Linked DNA regions of Sus scrofa: region 2 is linked to region 1. A link is a contact called in public HiChIP or PLAC-seq data. All regions are on one chromosome and are shown on one strand. The core of a region is the stretch at or near the end of the contact, and the rest is flanking DNA. Distances in the headings are between cores, read along the strand shown.

What was found. HiChIP or PLAC-seq counts read pairs in DNA pulled down with a chosen protein or histone mark.
Region 2: a contact with region 1 is called in an H3K27ac HiChIP or PLAC-seq map of skeletal muscle, with 7 times the contacts expected there. The contact joins the enhancer-like site here to the promoter of HAS3 in region 1. A contact is called at or near these places in 19 of 47 Hi-C or Micro-C datasets (adipocytes, alveolar macrophages, embryonic fibroblasts and 12 more) and 1 of 2 datasets of contacts at active chromatin or transcription factors (skeletal muscle).

Annotation. Positions count from the first base shown.
Region 1 is chr6:17,851,096-17,856,047 of Sscrofa11.1, reverse strand. It overlaps HAS3 (hyaluronan synthase 3), which reads left to right and starts at 3,037. Exons shown (of 3, transcript NM_001001268.1): 1 at 3,037-3,672. The coding sequence starts at 3,037.
Region 2 is chr6:18,009,766-18,014,616 of Sscrofa11.1, reverse strand. It overlaps TANGO6 (transport and Golgi organization protein 6 homolog), which reads left to right. Exons shown (of 19, transcript XM_021093875.1): 9 at 1,092-1,268. Among named protein-coding and RNA genes, the nearest start is that of TANGO6, 59 kb to the left of the region's middle. Within about 2 kb of position 1,351, at least 3 of the 83 cell types and tissues checked have an H3K27ac peak or open chromatin away from gene starts, as enhancers often do.

The DNA.
Region 1 (4,952 bases), core at 1,788-4,287:
GAGGGGCATGGAGCCGCCGCGGGCCTGCTGAGCACCAGAGCGCGGGCAGCCGGCGGCACGGTGAGCAGGGGCCCGGCTGGCCGCCTCGGAGGGGCTGGGGCCGCGCGGGGTACCCGGGCGCGCGGGGCTCCAGGCGTGTCTCTTGCTGAGACCCGCGGCCCCTCACCCGCGTCCCCGGCAGTGAGGGCGCCGGGAGTCCAGCGCCGGGAGGCGGGCTGAGGGCTGCGGCATCTCCAGGCTTCCCGGCGGCCGTTCCTGCAGCCCCCTCCCCACTGACCCCTCCTCCCTTTCTTCCTCCATCCTCTCCTCCTCCTCCAGCTTTTCCTCCCTTCCTCCCTTGCGGCTCCGGTTCTGTGAATGGATTGGGAGGCGGACGACGGTGAGGGGCACGAGGCTGGCTGGAGTCTCTCCCTGCCCCGGGCCTGCCTTGGGGTTCGCACCTGTCCAGGCACCAAGCTGCTCGGCGCCCCAGTTCCTGCGGGTCAGCCAGGCCATGGCCGCACGTACCGGTGGCCTGGGCTCCCCTTCCCTTGTCAGCTCGGAAGGGCCGGGAGGGCGGCTGGGCGCAAAGGAAAGAGCCCCCGCCTCGCCCGCAAGTTTCCATCCTTCCGCGTGTGGGCCCCGCAGCAGGGCACACCTGTCAGCTGGAGAGGCTGCAGACTGGGCAGCCCTGCAAAGTTTCGGGGGTAGATGGGCGGCGTGTGTCCTTGGCCGGGGTTGTTTTCCCCTCGTCTCTGAGAGTGGGGGGAGGCCTTGGGGAGCGCCCCCAACATCTTGCCCTTGAAGCCAGGTGCGCATCCGCCTGCAGAGATTGAGCTCTTGTGGAGCCCTTAGGAGCAAAGGGCATGGGGGCCAAGAGGCTCCCCTCCGCCGGCTTGGGGGCGACGGGGCCACTTCAGGCAGAGCCTGCACCCGTGCTTGAATGCGCGTGGGTTCTCCGGCTGTTGGACCTTCTTGAGTCCTCTATGGGGTACGGGTGTCGGTGTTATGCCTCCAATTCCTGAGCGGGGGAGGAGGGTGTCCTGCCCGGAAAAGCGGGCCGGCGACGCCGAGGATGCCGCCTTTGTCTGCAGGCACACTTTGCCAAGGTAGCCGGGGCCCCCAAGGAGAGAAGCGGGGCCTGGTTCAACTGACTCCTGGGGTTTTCCGTTCCTTCCCGGCTGGGTCGTGGGAAACCGGCATGTGGGTGTGGTCGGCACAGCCTGCCCCATAAGGCCAGGCTTTGGCGGAGGTGAGAACCGTGGCCAGTGCCTTCACCTGGTGGGCACCGCCTCCGGCACTGCACCGAGGCGTGGCGCCGGCGCCCGCTAGGTTGCTGGCTTGGCCTCGGCTCCCCCTGCCCTTTCCCAGAGCGCAAGCAGGCAGTAGTGCCCGCAGCGCCCCCAAGGCAGGTAAGCTCTAGAGGGCGATGGGGGCGCTCCGGGGCCTGGGTGCCGCTGGGCCGCAAGAGCGTGCGAGGGCGGGGGGTGGGGGGCACGGGGAGGGTGAGAGTCCTGCAGAGGAAGCACGCCGCCGCTCTCCGGGATGGCGGGGCAGAGCGCCCGGAGACCGCGCTTCCCGGAGAGGCGAGGCTGCCAACAGCACTTTTCCGGACCCAAGCTGCTGGAATACTGCTGGGTCCTGAGTCTCGGCTGAGACTCTTACTGTGTGAGAGGAGAAGAGACCCGTGGGCAAGAATGTTTTTGTTGAGGTGGGGGTCTGGAAGCGGTTTTAGTGAGATCTGGACTTGGAAGTGAGACCTCATTGTCTCTAGAGGGTGGGTCGTGGCGGTGGAGGAAACAGGCTTCCCCAGATCAGGCAGGTGGCAGGGAGAGGAGCTGGGGAGAAGGCCTCAGAATGCAGGGCAGGGAGCTGTCCTCATCAGCCTTTCCCCACCTGCCATCAACCTTCCCACCTGGCTGGTCCTTCGGGGTTGCTAATCAGTAAAATGAATGACCTGAGCCCTAGGGAGCAAGAAACCAGTGGAATGCCTCATGGGTTGGGGGGCAGGGGGATATTAAATCCCAGAGAACTCCCGCAAGGTCAGGCAGCCAAGGAAGTAGCAGAGCTGTAGCTCAAGCACAAGTCCTGTGGTGCTGAGTGCTGGGCTCTTTTCATAAAAAACACAGCTGTTTCCAACTGGGCAAGATGCTAGAAGCCCTGACTTAGTTGCAGACAAAACCTGGCAGCATTTCCAGGTGTGGGGCCGAGGGATGTGCAGAGACTCTCTGCGGGCACTAGGACCAAGTGGATGGGGCTTCTCAGGCAGCCACCCCTCCAGGCTGCTGCAGCGATGGCTGCAGTTCCTCTGATTCCCAGTGTTAGGCTTCCAGGAGGGCTGCCCACACCCCAGCTCTCATTTCCTCTTCTTTCCCTTGTCCACTTTTCCCGGTTGCTTTCCCTTTCTTTCCTGCTTCTCAAGTGAATGAGAAAAAGGTGAGAAAGCAAAGAACACAGGGAAACTTTGTGTTACTGATTTAACTGTTTTGAGAAATGGAAGGGAGCCGTTTCCTTCTTTTCCCCTGGCACCTCTTTGTTTCCTGCTGTTTCTCATTTTTTCCTTCCCTACTTTCTTGATGGGCCTCATTGGTGGCTACTGGGTATAGGCAGGTAGAGACTGCCTACGTGCCCCTGCCCTTCCTCGTCCTTCCTGGCCCCTGAGGTGCTCAGGTTCACCCCTACTAAAGCTTTCCTAGGAGAGCCTCAGGTCCGGCAGACCTCAGTTCTGCCCTCCACAGCTGGGTACCACACAGGTCTCTCTGGCTTTGCTTTGTCCAACAATAATAACTGCTACCTTAAGTGCTTTACGTACGTAACCCATTTAATCCTCAAAGATGCTAGGAGGTTAATGCTACACTTTTTACAGATGCATTAACTAAGGGGTAGAACACAGTCTCACAGTAAGTGGCAACACTGGGATTTGAACCCCGGGAGTCTGGCTTCTGGGTCTACCAACAGTCTTGGTCATGCTCAATCAATGGTAACTGTGATGCCCCCACTCCCACTGAGCAGAGATGCTGCCTCCTGCCTAACCCCACCTCTCCTGCCTTCTACCAGATGCCGGTGCAGCTGACAACAGCCCTGCGTGTGGTGGGCACCAGCCTGTTTGCCCTGGCAGTGCTGGGCGGCATTCTGGCAGCATATGTGACAGGCTACCAGTTCATCCACACAGAAAAGCACTACCTGTCCTTTGGGCTGTATGGTGCCATCCTGGGCCTGCACCTGCTCATCCAGAGCCTGTTTGCCTTCCTGGAGCACCGGCGCATGCGGCGGGCAGGCCGGCCACTGAAGCTGCCCTCCCCGCTGCAGCGCTCAGTGGCGCTCTGCATCGCCGCGTACCAGGAGGACCCCGACTACTTGCGCAAGTGCCTGCGCTCGGCCCAGCGCATCGCCTTCCCCGATCTCAAGGTGGTCATGGTGGTGGACGGCAATCGCCAGGAGGATGCCTACATGTTGGACATCTTCCACGAGGTGCTAGGTGGCAACGAGCAAGCCGGCTTCTTTGTGTGGCGCAGCAACTTCCATGAGGCGGGTGAGGGCGAGACGGAGGCCAGCCTGCAGGAGGGCATGGACCGTGTGCGGAATGTGGTGCGGGCCAGCACCTTCTCCTGCATCATGCAGAAGTGGGGAGGAAAGCGAGAGGTCATGTACACGGCCTTCAAGGCCCTTGGTGACTCCGTGGACTACATTCAGGTAAGGGCGCCCCCACAGGTGTGTGTGTGTGGATGTGTCCAGCCAGCCAGACGTACTCTCCTTGGGGATTTTTTTGTGTTGTGCGCATTCCTCCTTGTGCTGAAGGTGGCAAAAAGGCATGATGTTTCTCAACAGCAGTCCTGGGGTCAGAAAGATCTCGAAGGAGATCCTGGTCCTGCCATTACTTAGCTCTGTGACTTTAGGCAGGTATCTGGATTGGTATCCCAATAATAACAGCACATAGGTGTACAGCATTACTTCATGGCATACACTGTTATAGGCACTGCAATAATCCTCCAAATACCCCTGGGGATAAGTACTGTTATTATTTCCATGTAAAGAAGCTGAGCCTGAAGCACAGCGAGGCTGAATAACTTGCCTAATGTCATGCAGCAGTAAGGTACAGAGCCAGGACTTGTGCCTAGGAAGTCTGTCCTTGTCCGTTGTGCAACAATGCCTCACCACTGGCTACCTAGGGATGAGCTCTTCCATAAAGAAGTGTGGGGGAAAAGTAAAAGAGGTCATGTTCCAAAGCACTCAGATAATTTTAGTTAGGGGCTGAAAAGTCCTCCTCTTCCCGGCATCAGGTTCTTGTCTGTGCGGTGGAAGGACACAGGTGTGAAGCAGGCCCCAGCTTGACTCTGCACCAGTCTTGGCAGGGCCAGCACCCTGAGCAGACCCTGCCTAGCATCCAGTCAAAGGGAACATTGACACACACCAGCCTAGAAATTTTATTACATTGACAAGATTACATCACTCAGATTTTCAAATAACGAAACTTGGAACTGATGAAAGCTCATGCATCTCAGTGCTAAGTAGAAACTGACACCCAGGACCCCCAATTCCTGGCCCATCATGCCCTGTCCCCTCCTCTGTTCCTGCCCTCTCCACATGCCTATCACCTGAATGGACAGAGGCTGTGCACAGCCCACCTACATACCAACACGGTCCTGCTTACTGCATGCCAAGTACTCCAGTATTTAAATTTTCTATACTGTACCTCCCCTAAATTTAGCTTGCCCCAGACTTTTTGGTTTTGGCTGTCTGGAAAGATGCATCCTTGCATGAGAATGGAACATCTGGCTTTTCGTGTCTTGCTAGGCCCCAGGACCTCATCAGTCTTAGAGGGAGGGATGTGCGAGACAGCTTTTTTTTTTTTTTTTAGGGCCGCATCCCCAGCATATGGAAGGAAAGTTTCTTTTCTTTCTTTCTTTCTTTTTTTTTTTGGTCTTCTTAGGGTCACACTTGCGGCATTTGGAGGTTCCCAGACTAGGGGTCAA
Region 2 (4,851 bases), core at 102-2,601, 160 kb before region 1:
CAGGGATCAAACCTGCAACCTCATGGTTCCTAGTCCGATTCGTTAACCACCGCGCCACGACGGGCACTCCAAAAGTCCTATGGACACCGCAGCTCACGGCAACGCCAGATCCTTAGCCCACTGAGCAAGGCCAGGGATCAAACCCGCAACCTCATGGTTCCTAGTCCGATTCGTTAACCACCGCGCCACGACGGGCACTCCAAAAGTCCTATGGAATTCTGATTTTTCAGTGTCTGGAAACCCCCCACTTGTAATCTCATAGACCGTAATAGTATCTTCTTCATGTGGTTGTTATGAAGGCTGTGTGTTGTTTGGCACTGTCTCTGGCAAATAGTAAGCTCAGAAAGTGGTCGTTATCATCGTTATCATTCGATGGTAAAGGGCAGTACTCAGCCTTGCGGATTATTCGAAGCTTACATAATTGCCTTTGACTCCTTAACTTTTGGTTAGACCAAAGCCCATGACCTTGAGGGAAGTGACAAGAGGAAGTGCAGCGGAAGAGGGAAGCTATAAATATGTGAATTTGGCTTCAAAAGGCCATTCCCATAAGAACTCTTATTTTTGTTTTGAAACCCAAGCCCGCATAGCCCTGTCATGTCCTCATCAGAGACTGAGAAGGAAGAGGCAAACGCTTTTTCCATTCCTGCCCTAGTTGGTTGGCACAGATAAGAGGAGATAAGGAGTTGGTGAGAATTTGTCCGTGTGCTGTTTCTTGGTCACCAGCTCTTTGTCCCATTGAACATGGATGGTGTTATCAGTGTAGACTTACTTTCACAGTGCCTGATCCAGAGGCAATGAATATAGTTGGAATTACAGAAAAAAAAAAAATCCTTTAGGGCCCATGTGTTTTCTCAGGGCTGCTTCTAGAGCATTGAAGTTCAGGATACTTGCACTCTGAAGTTCACGGGGAGCAGTTTCCACTCCAGTATGTCAGTAGTACTAGGTGATTGTGCCGGCGTTTAAAATGCAGGGAACCTGACAGGTGTTGTTGTTGTTGTTGTTTTTGTTTTTGTTTTTTTTTTTGTTATGTTAGCTTGTTAGATATGTGGAGTAGGATGACAAGCTCATTTTTAACTGCTTTTTTCTGCCAGGTCACTTTGCCAAGAGATCTTATTATGGATCCTGGGGAAGCTGGAGAGGAAGAAAGCACTTGCTAGCCTGAAAGGATTTGCAGGGTTGGACAGATCTGTGCCTTCTCTCCATTCTCTGTGTCACTTTAAAGCTGCCGCTCAAGGGGGCATTATGATTACCATCAAAGAGGCCATTTGGTGAGTCCACCCATCTTCTGCTCTTCAGATTTAGTTGTACCTGAAAGGTCATTCTGTGACCCATTCACTAGGGGGCGCTGATAGAAAGGAAACCGGAAACTCCAGCAGCTGAGGTGCTGCTGTTTATAATCTCTTAAATGAAATGTGAGCCTTAAGTAATCCTCCAGGTTTCTCCAAGAAGCTAGCTAATAGGTTCAGTTTACTGGAGCCTCACAGCTCTACATCACAACAAGCCCACCTACTTCACAAAACCTTTGCCAGCGAATCAGAGTAAAAGGCAGACACATGTTCAGCCTCAACACCATTAAAAATCCAGTTCTCTTGCTGACTCTGAAAATGGTATATGTGTGTTCAGAGTCAGACTTATTCCTAAGGGGAATTATCCGATAGCTCTCTTTTATGGTACTTTTATGGTGGGTTTTTTTTCCTTCTGGGGTTGATTAAAAGACACTTAACAAATGTCAGTGGAATAGATAATTTATTTCTTCAACATCTCATAAGTGTATTTTATTTTTTTAATTTTAAATTTTTTCTTTTTTTATTACTCAATAAATTTGTTAGATTTATAGTTGTACAGTGATCATCACAATCCAGTTTTATGGATTTCCATCTCACTCTCCCAGTGCATCCCCCCACCCCCTGAACTGTCTCCTTTGGAAACCATAAGTTTTTCAAAGTCTGTGAGACAGTATCTGTTCTGCAAAGAAGTTCATTCTGTCCTTTTTTCAGATTCCATATGTCAGTGATAGCATTTGATGTTGGTGTCTCACTGTATGGCTGACTTCACTTAGCAAGATAATTTCTAGGTCCATCCATGTTGCTACAAATTCCGGTATTTCATTCCTTTTAATGGCTGAGTAATATTCCATTGTGTATATGTACCACATCTTCTTGATCCTCTCCTCTGTCGATGGACATTTAGGTTGTTTCCATGTTTTGACTATTGAAAATAGTGCTGCAGTGAACATCGGAGTACATGTGTCTTTTCGAGTCATGGTTTACTCTGGATAGATGCCCAGGAGTGGGATTGCTGGATCAAATGGTAGTTCTGTTTTTAGTTTTCTGAGGCATCTCCATACTGTTTTCCACAGTGGTTGCACCCATTTACAATCCCACCAGCAGTGTACTAGGGTTCCTTTTTCTCCACACACTCTCCAGCACTTATTGTTTGTAGACTTTTGGATGATGGCCATTCTGGCTGGTGTAAGGTGGTCATAAGTGTATTTTAAATGATTTCCACTTTTTAGGTGCTATTGTAGATGTTATTACTGCTGAACTAAGTTCTTGTTAATCAAAGTCCATGTGATAGTTAACTGGTGTCAGTTACTGTACTCAGATTTCACATCACATTCAAAGTTGTTGCTGTTTGTTAAAGTGTCTACATTTAACTTTTTTTTTTTTTTTGGTCTTTTTAGGGCCGAACCCTCGACATATGGAGATTCCCAGGCTAGGGGTCGAATCGGAGCTGCAGCCTTGAGCCTACGCCACAGCCACAGCAGCACCAGATCCGAGCTGCCTCTGCGACCTACACCACAGCTCATGGCAGCACCAGATCCTTAACCCACTGAGCGAGGCCAGGGATCGAACCTGTGTCCTCATGGATACTAGTCAGATTCATTTCCTCTGAGCCATGACGGGAACTCCCTGAACTCATTTTTTAAATTCATTGAACTTGGTTAGGTTTTTGCAATTTTTTTTTTTTTTTTAAGGGCAAATGTGCAGCATATGGAAGTTCCCAGACACGGGGTTGAATAGGAGATGTAGCCACTGGCCTACACCACAGCCACAGCAATGCCAGATCCAAGCCTTGTTTGTGACCTACACCACGAGTCACCGCCACGATGGATCCTTAAACCACTGAGCAGGGCCAGGAATCGAACCCACATCCTTATGGATACTAGTCGAATTCGTTATCACTTAGCCACAATGGGAACTCCTCAACTTGGTTATGTTTTAAAACACTTATTGAGTATGATAGATTTGAGGAAAATAGAAAAAGCACATTGATTATAAAGAGAATTATCAATACAAACTCAGGCTACTAATTTACTGACAGTTGAGCATTAGTAGGTTTTGTGGTTATAACTGTGCCCTTGAACTAAAGGAGTTTAACTTTTTTTGGCATGTTTATTTAAAAACACTTTGGAACAGCTTAGTCTGGGATGAATTTAGTGACTAGATAGAGATTTTTATATTTTTTGACTTCTCAGTAGTCAAAACTTATTGCTGTCTTAGCAAGTCTTTAGAGCCCATATGTCACAATCAACAGTTCTTACTGAAACTATAGTTCCTCTTCTTGGTTGGAAAAAAGTGAATTTGCAGTGATTGAGTGAATTTCCATCCACTGCCAGAAGCAATAGCTCCTTAACCTAGGGTCTCTACGTGGACTTCTCAGAATCTATAATCCCCTTGAAGTTATACACAAGGCAATTTTTTTTTTTTTTTTTGAGTTTTAGGGCCACACCCGTAACATATGGAAGTTCCCAGGCTAGGGGTCAAATTGGAGCTACAGCTGCCAGCCTTTGCCACAGCCACAGCAATGCCAGATCCAAGCCTTATCTGTGACCCACACCACAGCTCGTGGCAACACCAGATCCTTAACCTGCAACCTCATGGATATGCTAGTCACCCTCGTTATCGAGTCACAATGGGAACTTGTACGAGGCAATTTTTTAATATGCAAACATGGATTTTTTTTTAAACTGAAAATAGGGTCCAGAGCTTTCATTAGATATTGAAAACACTTCATGTCTCAAAAAAGAAAAAAATTGACACTCACTAGACCAGAGAAGTGTGGGGTGGTGGAGGGTGGTGCATGCATGTATGTGATTTTACTATTTGTTCTAAAGATCCTGTATGTGGGGCTAGTCCTCCAAGGGCAGGGTCTATGTCACCACCAGGTCTGTATCACCATTTACCTTTAACTCTACCATTCTGCCCAGCAGCAGCAGGTCTGGATAAGAAATTTGATTAAAGAAATTCTAGGGGAGTTCCCGTCATGGCACAGTGGTTAACGACTCCGACTAGGAACCATGAGGTTTCGGGTTCGGTCCCTGCCCTTGCTCAGTGGGTTAAGGATCTGGCATTGCCGTGAGCTTCGGTGTAGCTTGCAGAAGCGGCTCGAATCCTGCATTGCTGCGCCTCTGGCGTAGGCTAGTGGCTACAGCTCCGATTAGACCCCCAGCCTGGGAACCTCCATGTGCCATGGGAGCGGCCCAAGAAATAGCAAAAAAAAAAAAAAAAAAAAGAAGGCAGCGTCTTGAATTTCCTGACTCCTGCTTCTCGGGTCCTGGCAATGAGGCTTAGTCTATTATGGTTATGGCCCCTTTCTGGGGGTGATGTCTGGAAAGATTTAAAAAAAAAAAAAAAGAAATTCTAGGGATTCCTGTTATGGCACAGTGAAAACGAATCTGACTGGGAACTGTGAGGTTGTGGGTTCAATCCCTGGCCTCGTTCAGTGGGTGAAGGATCTGGCATTGCTGTGAGCTGTGGTGTAGGTCGCACACACGGCTCAGATCTGGGGTTGCAGTGGCTGTGGTGTAGGCCGGCAGCTGTGGCTCCGATTCCACCCCTAGCCTGGGAA